3 separate regions of the Mus musculus genome follow, and all the other regions are linked to region 1. The links are chromatin contacts, called in public promoter capture Hi-C maps. All regions are on one chromosome and are shown on one strand. Each heading gives the region's core, a stretch centred on a gene start, on an enhancer-like site or on the middle of the called end of the contact. The rest is flanking DNA. Distances are from core to core; before and after follow the strand shown.

Region 1 (4,805 bases), core at 588-3,087:
AATAAATAAATAAATAAATTAGTGAAGATACCTTAATAATGATGAATAAAGTAGGAAGACATTTCTCAAATAAGACCCCAAACCTACAAACTATACAGGGTAAAACTGGTGGGCTTGATTTAGACTTACGTATTTTATTTAACACAGTACCACAGACTTTGGTGAGATGAGAGAAGGTATTTGCAGAATGAAATTGATAAGGAGTTACAAGCTGGAACATGCAAGGAATCTCCGCATGTCAAGGTGTTTCTTTCTTTCTTGGTCTTTTAAGACACAGTGTCTCTGTGTAGCCTTGACTGTCCTGGAACTTGCTCTGTAGACCAGGCTGGCCTCAGACTCACAGAGATCTGACTGCCATCTGCCTCCCATGTGTTGGACTTAAAGGCGTGCGCCAACACGTGATGTACCCAGCACATCAGGATATTTCATAGGAAAGTGAGGAGAGGATATAAGCAGGCAGTCTATGAAAGGGACAATCCACGAGCCTAATAAATGTACTAAGTTAGCACAGTGTAGTTGACAAGATGGCTCAGCCAGCAAAAGGTCCAAGTGTTTGTCGCCAAGATCTGAATTCCAGCCCCAGATCCCACTGCGGAAAAAACCAACTCCAAAACCTGTTCCCTGATCTCCATTCCTGTGTCATGGCACACATATCACACGTGCATGTGCATGCGCCCCCCCCCAATAAAATAAAAATAAAGTTATTACAATAGGATACCATCTTACAGGGCTGGAGGGATGACTCAGCAGTTAAGAGCACTGACTGTTCTTCTGAAGGTCCTGAGTTCAAATCCCAGCAACCACATGGTGGCTCATAACCATTCGGTAATGATATCTGCCCTTTTCTGAGGTGTCTGAAGACAGCTACAGTGTACTTACATATTATAAATAAATAAACCTTTAAAAAATACCATCTTACATACATCATTTAGATACATATTAGGAAAAATAAACTAAACAATACCAAATATGGGGATGGTTATAAGGGACACTAGAACCTTTATATATTGCTGTCAGGAACTATAAATTGGACGCGACCACCCCAAAACATTATAGAATTAAGTATGGCTCAGCATTCTATCCTGAGGTGGATAACTTAAAGAGAAACCATCAGTATCTATCTATCAAGAGACAATTGCCAGGATATTCATTACGGTGTACTTTGTGGTGCTTGAAATACTGGAAGTAATCCAGGCATCCTTTACTAGGGAAATAGAATCTATCCAGGGTGACGCTGAGCACCATTCAGGAGTGAAAAGTCATATAGCATGGATGACCTAAAAAACCCAATGCTCAGTTTAAAAACTTCTCTCTTTTAAAAAATCACAACATGATTCATGAATCCAAAGTCAACATATATTTTAAGGTAACAGGATAATTTAAGTAAGAGGGTCTGAAAAAAATTAATGCAAAGGAGGGTGTGCCAAGAGCAGATCGGAATTGAGAACGAAAACTAAGGGAGGAAGATGCCAAAAGAGGGGGGTCCGCAGTACCTAGAGTGAGGCAGCGTCAACTCCATTCTGTGCAGCCAGGGTTCCAAATAGCCCAAACTGAAGGAAAGTTGCAAGGAAGGACCCGCAGGGGAGCAGCCCCTTCCCCACTGCCCAGGCAGTGCGTCCCTGACAACCCGGCCGTCCTCACTAGCCCTGCTCACCTGGCACCAGCTCGGGCCGTGGGTCCCGGGACCGCCATGACCCGGGATGCAAGCGACGAGGCGACCGAGCAAGCCCGGTGTCCTCCCCGGGCAGAGTCCTCAGAGCTCGGGGCCCCGCCCTAGGAGGAAAGGGGTGGGACTCTGGCGACCACAGAGACGCGCTAGATAGAGAAGACGGCTCCGGCGCTGTGGCCGTTCCCGGAAGCGCAGCCTTTCCTGAAGAACAAGAGAGTAGCAAGAGGTTATAGAGCTGGCCGGGTGGCCAGAGCGTCCCCTGTGGGGCTGGGAGGTTTCTTTTGCCAACTGGTAGTTCCGAGTGTAACTTTCTCCCAGAGAAGACAGCGTGATCTGTTTTTTAAAAAATTAATTAATTTAAAAAATACATATTTATTTAGTGAGCTATGTGTGTGTTCACGCGAACTGTGAACCAGGGCGTAAGTGTCAGAGAACAACTTTGAGGAGTCAATTTTCTCCTTCCATCATGAGGGCTCCCGAGGAGCCAACTCAGGTTGTCAGGATTGGCGAGAAAAGCCTTCATCGGGTGAGCTGGCTCCCTGGTCCCAGCACGATTTACAAGATTTTCTTGAAAATGTATTTTATGTATAGGAATGTTTTGCCTGCATGTATGAGTACCACGTGAGTGCCTGGTGCCTGCAGAGTCCAGAAGAGGGCATTGGAGTCCCTGGAACTCTAGTTACAGACCCAGGGCTTCTGAAAGAGCAGCCAGTGCTTGTAACCACAGAGCCATCTCTCCAGGACGTCCCATCTCTCCCCAGCGTGATTTTGTTTGTTTGTTTTTTGTTTGTTTTTCGAAACGGGGTTTCTCTGTGTAGCCTTGGCTGTCCTGGAACTCACTTTGTAGACCAGGCTGGCCTCGAACTCAGAAATCCGCCTGCCTCTGTCTCCCAAGTGCTGGGATTAAAGGCATGCGCCATCATGCCTGGCCAGCGTGACTTTTTTTTTTTTTAAAGATGTATTTATTATATGTAAGTACACTGTAGCTGTCTTCAGACACACCAGAAGAGGGCGTCAGATCTAGTTACGGATGGTTGTGAGCCACCATGTGGTTGCTGGGATTTGAACTCTGGACCTTTGGAAAAGCAGTCGGGTACTCTTACCCACTGAGCCATCTCACCAGCCCCAGCATGATCATTTAAGTCGGGTAGATGTGACTTAGTGGTAAACGACTTGCGTGTCATACATAAGGCCCCAGCACTACAGAAATAAACATATAAATCAGTTTTCCAGACATATATGGCAGCTCAACCCTGTAATTCTGGACCTGAGGCAGTAGAGCAGGAGGATCAAGAGTTCCAGATATGCCTCAGATACATAGAAAGCGCTGAGTTCATGATTAGCCTGGACAACAGGAGACCTGCCTCAAGGGGAAAAAAAAAAAAAAAGGGTAGAGGATCCTCACTTTACATTTGCAGTTTTCAACACTACTGATTTATAGTGGGTTTCTGGTTTGGTTTGGTTTAGATTGCAGCTGTTTTGGTTCTTTTGGTTTATTCTGTTTTTGTTTTTGTTTTTTCTTCCCGAAACAGTGTTCCACTGTGTAGCCCTGGCTGTCCTGAAACTCGCTCTCTACACCAGGCTAGCCAGGATCTCAGAGATCCACCTGCCTCTGCCTCCAAGTGCTGCGATCCTTAAACGAGAAATGTATGAAATGCTTATAGACTGACTAAAGTGCCCAATGAGAGATTCAAGGAAACAATAATGGCATTTCACATTTGCATCTAAATGTATCTTCCTAGCTCTTGATCCTTAAGGTCAACTCTGGAACAAACACTCAACAAGTCAACAAAGTAACAATTACCAGTTGTTTTCAGAGCCTTTTAGACTTGCTTAGTGGCAAGCTCAGTTATCTTTACAAAGCTTCGTGTCCATGACAAAGATACCAAACAAACAAAGCAAATAGGCTTCCCCAACTTCAACACTAATGACTGTTGCGCCTGTTGGGCCTGGCCTTTGTAGGGTGAGTTGTAGGAGACTGAGCAATGTCTCAGGACTGAGCAGCTGGAAGATGCCAGCAGAGCAGCTGTCCTTAACCCAGCCAATAAAACCATGCTGTCAAATATCCCTTAGCAGAAGGAAGGACCAAAATTCTACCCTCACTCTGCTCCCCAGAATGGAAAACAATGTTTCGGAATGATAGAGAGGGACAGCCAACTTAGGACACAGAAACAGAAGGTCCAGAAAAAACTCTGAGAGGATGGTAACCGAGATTTCTGCAGGGGGAAGAGCTTAATACTTCAGGGTACGATTTTCTAAGATTTGATTTTTAAGCAAGCAAGCAAACAAACACCAGCCAGATACATCAAGACACAAACATCGAAAATTAAACATCACTTAAAGCATGATGGAGAGATGGCTCAACAGTTAGGAACATTGGCTTCCAGAGGCCTAGGTTTGGTACCCAGTACCTTAAAGAAAGCTCATCACTGTCTCTATAACTCCAGTTTCAGGGGTATTGAGGGCTTCTTTGGCCTGGATAGGCACTTCGCAAATATGGTACACAGACATACATGCAGGTAAGACACCTAGACACACATGATAATAAATCAAATAAAAGAAAGGAACAGCAGAGGAAAGACATCTGCTTGAGCCTCCACGTATACCTACACTGGCTAGTGTATACACTCCACACATAGCACACCCAGGAACTGCCTACCAGACACGGACACACAAACACAATTGAAAGTTGCAGCCTTCATGGTAGAAATCACTCAGGACTTCCTGGCATTGGTATTGGTTGTAAGGCACTGGAGCACAAAAAGTGACAACAGCAATAAGCCATTCAGCTGATATTCGCCGAGCAAGTAGGTTCCTTGCTTTGGAAAGAATTCCCTAGTCCCAGCCCTTGGGAGGCCAAAGCAGGAAAATCACTGCCAGTTAGAGGCCAGCCTGCACTAACCAGTGAGTTCCAGGCTACAGGGACCACATCGTTAGATCCTATCTCAAAAACCAAACAAATATGGCAGGGGGCATGGCTCATCAAGTAAAGCTGACAAGCACGGAATCCGAGTTTGATTTACAACATCCACATGACAGGAGCAGACCAGCTCCTGCCGGCTGTTTAACCTCCACATTTGCATGGTGTCATGTTTACATCCACAGACATCCACACAGAAGCATGAGTGCATACGTA
Region 2 (4,805 bases), core at 1,614-4,113, 330 kb before region 1:
ATGTGCTGATCGATCCTTAAGGGTTTGTTTTGTCTTGTTGGGTTTTTTGGTGTGTGTGTGTGTGTGTGTGTGTGTGTGTGTGTGTGTGTGTGTGTGTTTTGAGACAGGGTTTTTCTGTGTATCCCTGGCTGTCCTGGAACTCACTCTGTAGACCAGGCTGGCCTCAAACTCAGAGAGATCCACCTGCCTCTGTGTCCAGTGTGCTGGGATTAAAGGTGCTGCTCTGCCCCTAACAACTCTAGTAATAAATGCTCATGTTTTACGATACCAAGTTTGAGGATGATTTATATGCAGCAATAGCAATGACACAATCCCCACTCCTCCCTTAATCGCAGAGGCAGAGGCAGAGGCAGAGGCAGAGGCAGAGGCAGAGGCAGAGGCAGAGGCAGAGGCAGAGGCAGAGGCAGAGGCAGAGGCAGAGGCAGAGGCAGAGGCAGAGGCAGAGGCAGAGGCAGAGGCAGAGGCAGAGGCAGAGGCAGAGGCAGAGGCAGAGGCAGAGGCAGAGGCAGAGGCAGAGGCAGAGGCAGAGGCAGAGGCAGAGGCAGAGGCAGAGGCAGAGGCAGAGGCAGAGGCAGAGGCAGAGGCAGAGGCAGAGGCAGAGGCAGAGGCAGAGGCAGAGGCAGAGGCAGAGGCAGAGGCAGAGGCAGAGGCAGAGGCAGAGGCAGAGGCAGAGGCAGAGGCAGAGGCAGAGGCAGAGGCAGAGGCAGAGGCAGAGGCAGAGGCAGAGGCAGAGGCAGAGGCAGAGGCAGAGGCAGAGGCAGAGGCAGAGGCAGAGGCAGGCAGGTATGGTTTTTACCTCCCGTGTGTGTTATTTCTTTAGAATCTATGTTTGGGTTTGGCATTATGAACAGTTATCACTTCCATGAAAATGTATTTGTTTAGCACCAAATTATCTCTGTTGCGTGGAGTGGCTATGTAGTAAGAAGGCTAGACATACTTTAATTCTTCCTCCTGAGTAATTTGCAATCTGAAAGAGATGACTTCACAGGAATTCAAATGGAGTCATTGTAGTTTAAAAGGTCATTTAGCAAACGATTACATAAACCTATCAGATTAAATGCTTATATTTAGTAGGAATGTTGGGGCGAGGGACGCAGACTGTGCCACAGTTTGTTTGCATTAGGTTGGGGGGAGAAAGGTTGGCACCTCCCTCAAGTTAAGTCTGGAAAACATTTATCTCTGGCACCGGTTAAAGGATGAGAGACAACGCAAAGCTGCAGAGAAGGAAGAGAAGGGGATCCTGAACTCACAGCAAAGGCAGAAACAGAAGGACGTATTTGCTCTCATTTGGGGACTTGTTCCTTTACGTTTAGTTCCTTCATCTTGGCGCTTGAGTGATTAATCTCCATTTCCACATTAGTAAAATGGCAGTGGCCGCAACCTTGAAAATAAAAACCAAAGCCAGTGCTGGCACCTTCAGTCCAGGCACTCAGAAGGGAGAGGCAGGTGGATCTCTTTGAGTCTAGGCCAGCCTGGCCTACAGAGTGAGGTCCAGGATACCCAGGCCTATGTAGCGGCACCGTGATGCAAACCAAACCGCACCACACCACACCACAAAAAATAAAAATAAAACCATATCAGGAAAAAAATACCCATATGATACATGGTACAACTCAAGTCATACAAACGACTGTAACCCTTAGTGTGAAGAGAAAATTCAGAAGGGAGGAAAATAAATAAACCTGAACTCCTCCATGCAGTTTTTGAACATCTGAGACCTGGAGAAAAGGGGACTTCACATCAAAAAGGGCCCAAACTAAGTTTCTTCTCTTTGAGTTTTAGATGTAATCTATAGTCTCCCTCTGTTTTCTGCTATCACTTTTATTGTTTTTGAGCGTTTCCTCTTTCTCTGGTTCACTCAGCTGACCACCAAGAGATCAGATCCTGCTGGAAAGTTATTTGGAATGTGGTAACAGTCTCCTACCCCATTCTTCAAGTTTTCCAAACGAAGTGAAAATGTTCAGATGTTCTGTTACCCGGGCCTCCAGTCCATCTGATGGCTGCCCATTTGCCGGCGGTACTGGTATTTTTCAGCTACTCTTTATACCAGAGTTAGAGCTCCGCGATTAGCCCTTGCTGGAATACAGTGCTAAGGGCGATTCCTACAGCCGCTTGATTAAGTCCGTTAGGGTTTGCAGTTCCTGGAGATCCCAAGTTATTCTAGAAACAAACCACACCCGATAGTGACTAGTCAAGTGGTTCTCAAACCATGAGTTTCTAGCTTCTTGGGGTCCCCTTAGACCATCGGAAAACATTTCCATTACGGGTCGAAACAATAGCAAAATAACAATTATGAAGTAGCAATGAAAATAATTTTATGGTTGGGGGGGTCACCACGCACGAGGGTCACAGCATTAGGAAGGTTGAGAACCGCTGCTTTAGTCCTCTAGATCTCAGCTTGTTCACCTACAAAACAAGGGTTAGACTTGATGCTATTTCTCACTGTGATTCCCCAACCTAAGACTCAGTGAATCTAACATGAATCAAGTTTCTTCCAGAGGCTGGGGCTGGCTGTCAGGGCGTCTGCCTAGACCGTGCCAGGACGCGGGTTCAACCTCTGGGGGCACAAGAGGACACAGGGGACTTGATCTGAAGTCATTAGTTAATTTGCTCTCTTGGTCCTGGAGGCGGGGTCGGCCACGGAGCCCTAATGAGGTTAACTTATGGATACTCCTTGCCTAGACTAGCAACGTATCCTGTGATTCTCACCAACCTTGGGGACCAAAGGATCGCGTATGAACTTCAAAACCCCGGCCCTAGGAGACGAGAGGGCAAGGAGGCCGGCTTAGTCCTGCGCTTGCGCAGTGTGGTCCTAGGGCTAAGGTCGTGCCGCCAGCTGACCCTTCGCTGTTCATCAAATCCCGCGAGATCTCAAACTGACAGACACGCAGGGGGGCCACTGTATCGCTGCACCGGAAGCTGGATTAAGCCCGCAGAAAAGGAGGAAGTGCCGAGCCAGGGTGACCTGTGGGCGTCCTCCTCGAGCTCCGGGCGACACCGGCGGTATAGCTTGGGACGCTAGACTAGGGAATGCCCCGTAACAGGTGCTCTCCGTTTTGTAAGAATTCCGAGGGTGAAGTTTGGGCGCGACTGTGTTTGAGGTGCTTCAGATTTGAACATCTATTGAGCGCCTACTGTGTGCCACGCATAGGGGTATACTTATGTCATGTTGAAAAACCTCAGCACCAAGAGGTTTTGATCCTCTTGGTGCTGAGGATCCAGGAAGTCGGCTTGAAAATGTGAGATTACTAGTAATTTCTGTGAAAGTGGTTAGTCGTGGGAGCCATAGAGGAAGGTTGGCTTTCTGAGGTGGACATTTGCACACGATGGCATAGACAGCACAGGGAAGGTCAGCAGAGCCCTTTGTGGCAGAATGGTTGAACAAAGTACGGCTAAACAGGAAGTGTGTTTTATTAAAAGATATTGGGGATAAGTTGTGCGACCTTGGACAAGTTATTCAGCCCCTGTATGGCGTCTGTGAAAAGGATAGCATGTTTGCAACTTCATGGCGGTGGTGTTTGAGGACGGAGTTGTATTTAAGCAAGCTGATTAATAATTTATTTTCTTCTGTATTGGGAATTGAGTCCAAGATCAGCCTTCCACCTCCCCTATGCATGCTGGGCAAGAGGTTTTTACTACTGGGCTATATTGCCAGACTGTTTTTCATTTTTATTTTGGGACAGGTTCTCACTAATTTGCCCAGGCTGGCCTTGAATTTGCCGTCTGTATTCCATCTGCCCAATAACTGGGATTACAAATGTAAGACGCTACCATGCTAGAGCATGTCAACTCACCCAGTTCTGGGATGCCTGGAAACATTCAGGAAATAAACTATATGACCCCTCCGAGGTCCCACCCAGCTAGAAACAGAACATGTCCTTTGCCCTTGTGAGTTCAGTGAGCTTTTCCTTACAATAGTCTGCTACACAGATGCTTAAGGCGTATTTTTAATGACTGTCATTGAACCAGATCTTTTGGTGGTATTTTAGAATGGTCGAATCAATTAGAAACCCACTTTAATTTAACAGCAAATGGGGTTTACTGAGGTCTACTCAGCTCTGCCTCCATTATGATGCCTCCTAACCCACTGCCCTTCAGGTCTTGAATGTGATCTTTATTTTAGATGGAGAACCTGTGAGTAAGTCATGGTTGATTTTGTTTGTTTGTTTGTTTGTTTGTTTTCGAGACAAGGTCTCTCATATCCCAGAATTCTGGCCTTGAATTTTGTTATGTAGTTAAGTCTGGCTTTGAACTCATTCCTCTCTCTTCTACCTCCCATGTGCTGAATTACAGGTGGGAGGCATCACACTGGCTCTGTTATGTGTATCTAGAGAAATAAGGCAGAATGCTGAAAATGGAGAACAGATAACTGTCACCGTGTGATGCCTAACACTGACTGTCAACTTGGGGGGATCAGAAATCACTGAATAGACAAGTTCAAGGTGTACCCATGAGGGATTGGCTTCATTTTAAGATGACTAAGGTGGGAAGATTCACCCCAAGGCTGAGTAGGACGATTTTTTAGGTTTGGGTCCTGGACTGAATAAAAACGACAAAGCCAGTTGAACACCAGCATTCCTTGTTCTGGTTTTTTTTTTTTCCCTAAAGACTTATTTATTTTATGTATATGTGTACACTGTAGTTGTGAACCTTCATGTGGTTGCTGGGAATTGAATTTAGGACCTCTGTTCACTCTGGTTGGCTCTGCTCATTTATTATTATAAATAAGTGCACTGAAGCCGTCTTCAGACGCACTCATTACAGGTGGTTGTGATCCACCATGTGGTTGCTGGGAATTGAACTCA
Region 3 (4,805 bases), core at 940-3,439, 260 kb after region 1:
CTGTAGTTCTACATTCTACCAGCAGATGGCACTTGATCCCTAGATCTGACCTGCACACGACGGCCAGAATCGACCTGGATTGAGGAAGTTAAGGAATAATTTTGTCTTGGGACCCCTTCCCAAGAGATGAATGGGATGACAGAAGAACTCAACATCTATCTACCAAAGCTTCAGGAGACAAAACTGAGGCTCCAACTCCAGCACAGGTATACATCTGTGTATCTAGCAGGTGCCCATAACTTCACACCTGGTCATTGCTGTCAGCTTTGTCCTAGTGACAGTCTGCTTTGCTTCACTTTCTGACTTCTAACAGCACCTTGCAATGCGCATGCATGCGCGCGCACACACACACACACACACACACACACACACACACACACACACACAAGCACACACAAGCCTGCAGCATAACCATCCCCTCCCTATGACAGCCAGACTTCATCTCAGCCTCAGCCCCCGGCTCCCCTATACCAGGGGCAAAAGCTTATGGTGAAAAGCCCTAGTTCTGAGTTAAGCCTGCATGGCAGCCTCATCTCCAGATGTGCCACTCTGGCCCTCTCCTTCCTCGTCTATGCTCTAGGGCCCCAGGTCAGTGTCTCTTCCCTGACCATCTTCACTATATTGTACTGCTCCATTGCCCTTGACAGAATTGTCCTGTGCTTTTAGAAACACATTCACCAGCACATACTGCTCGTGCCTCCAACTTGATTTTAAGACATTGGCTTGCCCTCCAGCAGGTTTTGTATTCTGTGGGTCCCCGAGCCCTCTCCCATGCTCAGCACATGTAATCATGCAGTTGCCTGCACAAGTCAGAATAGAGGGGAAAGCTGAAACGGGGCAGGTGTCCTGCTAACTCTCCTTGAATGGTCTTACGCTGGAGCCACTTGGCAGCACTCAGCTCTATGCCCTGCAGACTTTAGGCTAGGCCTCCAAAGGTTAGTAGGGAATTCATTTAGACGCAGAGAGGGCCAGCTACGTGCAGGCACTGATCTGCTGGGAACATGAAAGCTAACAAAACCCTGCTTAAGCAGAACTTGTATAAGTTTGAACACATACATAGAAATAGAAATACGTGAGGGGGGAATAAATGCTATAAGAAAGCATAAAGCTGGATGAGGGCACAGAAGGGATGAGACACGGTGAACTTTGCTAAGATACAGAAGACCGTTGCAGGCAAGAGAAGAGTATGTGTGCAGAGCAGGAGGCAGAAGATCCTCTGTAGTGGGACTAGGCGTACAAGCAACGGGAATGCTACCTGGAACTACAACGGACAGATAAACCAGGCTCAGGCCAAGGGCTGCCAAAGCCCCTCCTAGACTAATCAATTGCACCTTGCCCAGTCTGGCATTGCCAGGCTCCTGTGCCTTCACTCCAGAGACACCTGGGTACTCAGGAGAGGTCCCCAACTCATTAAATCCTGGGCAAGGCGTTGTTGGGGCGGGGAGGGGACCTCCTGTGATAACAGAGTCCAGAACCCGCAGCGAGTGGTGCAAAATAATAAGTTGAAGAGTTGGAGCGAGGCGTGGCTTTTCAAAATGTGCAAACAACGCTGACATCTAGACTTCCTGGAACACAGACCCAGTCCCTCGCACAGGTCAGGGCAGCCTTCTCTTTCACAGAGCTCCTAAACCCTTGCCTAAGTCCTCTGCGTGTCCCAGCAGACCTGAGCCCGGACTATACACTTGTCTTGGCGCGCCTGCTTCGCTGTCAGCCCGTTCCTGGAGATGCGTCTGTCTTCGCGCCCTGATGTCCCCACTCCCCCCCCCCCCCCCCCGCCCAGATCCTCCACCTACTGGCGCCCGGAGCCAGTTTATCCTTCTCTGGGCCTCAAGAACCCAGAGCGCCCACCCAGCCACTGCAGCTCGTTAGCCCAGCACAGAATGAGTGAGAAACGCACACGAGCTTAACGTCGGGGTTCTGGGAGAACTGGTGTCCAAGGGAACAGATAGTAGATTTATTTTCCCCAAAATAACTTTTTGAAAGCTGGTCCGAGCCCCGGTTTCGGAACCTCGGAGCGGTTTCTCTAGTAGTTACTGAGGACAAAGGGACAGGACCCGCACTCCACTGAAGGCGTAACTGTCCGGGATACCCGCATCCCTTTGCTCCACCCCGCCCCCAGCCCTATCCCCTCTTCAGTGCTCACCCGGTGAGCCGCCCTCGCCGTGCAGCCGCGGGTCGCTGAGGGGTTTCCAGGCGCGCGACAGAAGGTGCAGCCCTGGCTGCTATCTGCTGCTGGCCCCGGGGATGGCTTCTCCGAGTCTGGACAGGTGGCTGGACTCGACGCAGCTGCTGGGTTCGGGGTGGCCTCCTGGCCTCGGCCTCTGCGAGCCTCCCAGGGTTCCCCTGGGCCGGCTGGTTCCACTCAGAGGGCGACAAGCCGGGGACCGGCGCGTCAGGCTCTCGGAACAGACTGTACACCTTGGCTGCAGCCGCTGCGGGGTGGCTGCCCACGGGGTGCCACAACCGATTCGCATCCCTGCTAGCTGGTTCGTATCTCCCTATGGAATCCCGTTGGGCATGACTTGTCCCCATCAAGACAGCCAGGACAAGTGGCAGGAAGCCCCTCCAACGCACCCGTCGGATGCATCCGGAGCAGCGAGCGGTGGTCGGCGCTCTCATGGCGCCAGAGTGGCTGCAGAGCTGTGGGCACCGGAGACCTCGCGGGGAGGTGCTTTCCATCGTTCGCTCCACAGACCCGCCTGGCGACTTGCCCCTTCCCGTCTAGGGGACCTCTGAAACAGCCGTTTGGGGGTCCAGGGGTTCCTAGGTAAGGGCTGTATGGCGTGAGCTGCCCGGGCTGCGCACCGAGCCCGAGCCTGCCGCACCTTCGCTCCCGCACTGCCGCCGTCTGAAGGGGAACCGAAGGGTTTTATTTTTGGAAACCGCCCCCTGCTTTTTCGCCTCTTTTATCCACGCCATGCCCCCCTCCTTGGAGGGACAGCTCGGCCCCCTTATTACGGGAGACAAGAATTCCAGCAACACCCTCTTTGGCACCGAGAAGCGAGCGGGCGGCGAGGGGATTAACCCGTGAGGAGCTGCGGGCGACAGGGCAGACCCGGGGACTGGAAAGACAGATGGCGTCTGCCTGGACCAGCGCACCTGAGCTGCCTTTTTCCTGTCCTGGGCAAACTCAAGTTGTCCACCTGTCCTGGATGTATTTTCTGTTCCTGACCTCACGGACCCAGATGAACTGCTTCTCGGGCCTGAAGGAAGCTGGGGAAGGTACCCAGACCGGAGTAATGGGGACCGAGCCCGAGGCATGCGCGCCTGGTCTCGTTGCTTCCACCTCTGACCGCTGGGGGCGCTAGGCGAGAATGCAGGTGTCCCTGGGGCAGCTCCCAAGAGCCGGTTGCCTATGGGGAAGGGCAACTTGGGGCGCGCGCCCCCTGGTGGAGCTGGTCACACCCTTGGCCACCGTGTTTTGTAGCGACACACTCTGCCAACCTGCTTAGAGCCTAGATCTTAATCTGCTTCCTGTGGCGCCAAGCCTTGACCTGGGCCTATGGTGATGGTGGATGCCCGCTGGAAGAGTTGTTCTCTTTTTACAAAGGTAGGCATGGAGCCTCTTGAATAAGGTGACTAAAGGAGAGTATTGCTAAAGATGGAAATAAAACCCAGGCTAGTGGCCTCTGGCCCACAGTCCACTCTTTGAACTCCTACCACCGCCCCTCATTCCTTGGAGAATTTCCCCAAGGGGCTGCATGAGCCTTTGAGCCCTGCTGGGCCGGGTTCTCACACCTTCTTGTATTGAAGGGGACAGGGATGTCCGTTGCCTCCCACCTAAATTAACCTTCTTCCCTGTGTCCCATGCCCCAAAGCCTAAAAGGCTAGGCATATATGGTTTTCCTGAAAGTGTTTTCACAGCCTACTGGCTCCTAAGCAGACAGGATAAAAGAGCCTGTAAAGGCACCAATTACAACTTCCCATACCAGCCCCTCCCTTCCCAGAATCCTAAGTAATACCTAACTGGATTAGAAAGTCTCAATATTTGACACTGGCCTACGGAGTCCTCCCTGCCCGGCTGGTTTTCTGACCGATCTGAACTTACTCCTGCTCGGTATTCATTACACAGTACCCTCACAGTCTCTGCTTGGCAAATGTTTGATGCATTGTGACGGCTCATCTCTCTACCTAGAGTATTCATCTCCAAGAGGTCTTCAGGACTACCTCTTCATTTCACCTCACAGAGCAAACATCGGCCCCTACAGTGGCCATGTGTGTTCTTCCGCTTCCCATTCCTGTGAGGAAATACCCAAGCTTGCCCACTTACAAGGGGAAATCATTTCCTGGGGCTTTGTTGTTGTCTTGGGTTGGTTTGGTTTTTGTTGTTATTCTTTGGTTTTGGTTTTTCTCAAGACAGAGTTTCTCTGTTTAGCTCTGGCTGTCTCCTTTGTAAGACAGGATGGCCTTCAGCTCAGAGATTTGTCTGTCCCCTGAGTACTGGGATTAAAGGCATACGGTGCCACCTCCCAGTTCTTCCCTCCTCTTTTAAAACATATTTTAAAAAATTATTTTCAGCTATGTGTAGGTGTGTGTATATGTCTACATATGGGTGTGTGCACACGAGTGCAGGGTCCTTTGGAAGCCAGTTACACAGGATCTCCTGGAGCCGGACTTACAGGTGATTGTGAGCCACCCAAGGTGGCTGGGAACTAGGGACCTCTAGGGACAGCAAGTGCTCTTCACCACCAGCTCTCTTTAGCTCCATTCTTCTTTACTTAATACATGTCAGACAGGGTCCTTGGCTTGCCAATTTCTACCAGATACAAGAACTAAGTAACTAAGTAGCCTTTGTAACTAAGATC

Evidence for each region. Promoter capture Hi-C pulls out the DNA fragments that hold promoters and counts their contacts. Capture Hi-C pulls out chosen DNA fragments and counts their contacts.
Region 2: a promoter capture Hi-C map of macrophages shows a contact between it and region 1, with 5 read pairs. The contact joins the promoter of Ptgr2 here to the promoter of Abcd4 in region 1. A contact is called at or near these places in 1 of 39 promoter capture datasets (macrophages), 2 of 484 Hi-C or Micro-C datasets (CD4 T cells and natural killer cells) and 1 of 115 datasets of contacts at active chromatin or transcription factors (bone marrow-derived macrophages).
Region 3: a promoter capture Hi-C map of adipose tissue shows a contact between it and region 1. The contact joins the promoter of D030025P21Rik here to the promoter of Abcd4 in region 1. A contact is called at or near these places in 7 of 39 promoter capture datasets (the C10 cell line, embryonic stem cells, hippocampal neurons and 3 more), 1 of 15 datasets of contacts at CTCF or cohesin (pro-B cells), 4 of 115 datasets of contacts at active chromatin or transcription factors (bone marrow-derived macrophages, cardiomyocytes, large pre-B cells and 1 more) and 2 of 9 other capture datasets (adipose tissue and liver).

Annotation. Positions count from the first base shown.
Region 1 is chr12:84,615,629-84,620,433 of GRCm38.p6, forward strand. Abcd4 (ATP-binding cassette, sub-family D (ALD), member 4) reads right to left here and starts at 1,838. Exons shown (of 19, transcript NM_008992.2): 1 at 1,655-1,838. The coding sequence starts at 1,692.
Region 2 is chr12:84,282,433-84,287,237 of GRCm38.p6, forward strand. Ptgr2 (prostaglandin reductase 2) reads left to right here and starts at 2,864. Exons shown (of 10, transcript NM_029880.3): 1 at 2,864-3,044.
Region 3 is chr12:84,873,613-84,878,417 of GRCm38.p6, forward strand. D030025P21Rik (RIKEN cDNA D030025P21 gene) reads left to right here and starts at 2,190. Exons shown (of 1, transcript NR_028577.1): 1 at 2,190-4,805. It overlaps Ltbp2 (latent transforming growth factor beta binding protein 2), which reads right to left and starts at 2,879. Exons shown (of 36, transcript NM_001370743.1): 1 at 2,144-2,879. The coding sequence starts at 2,619.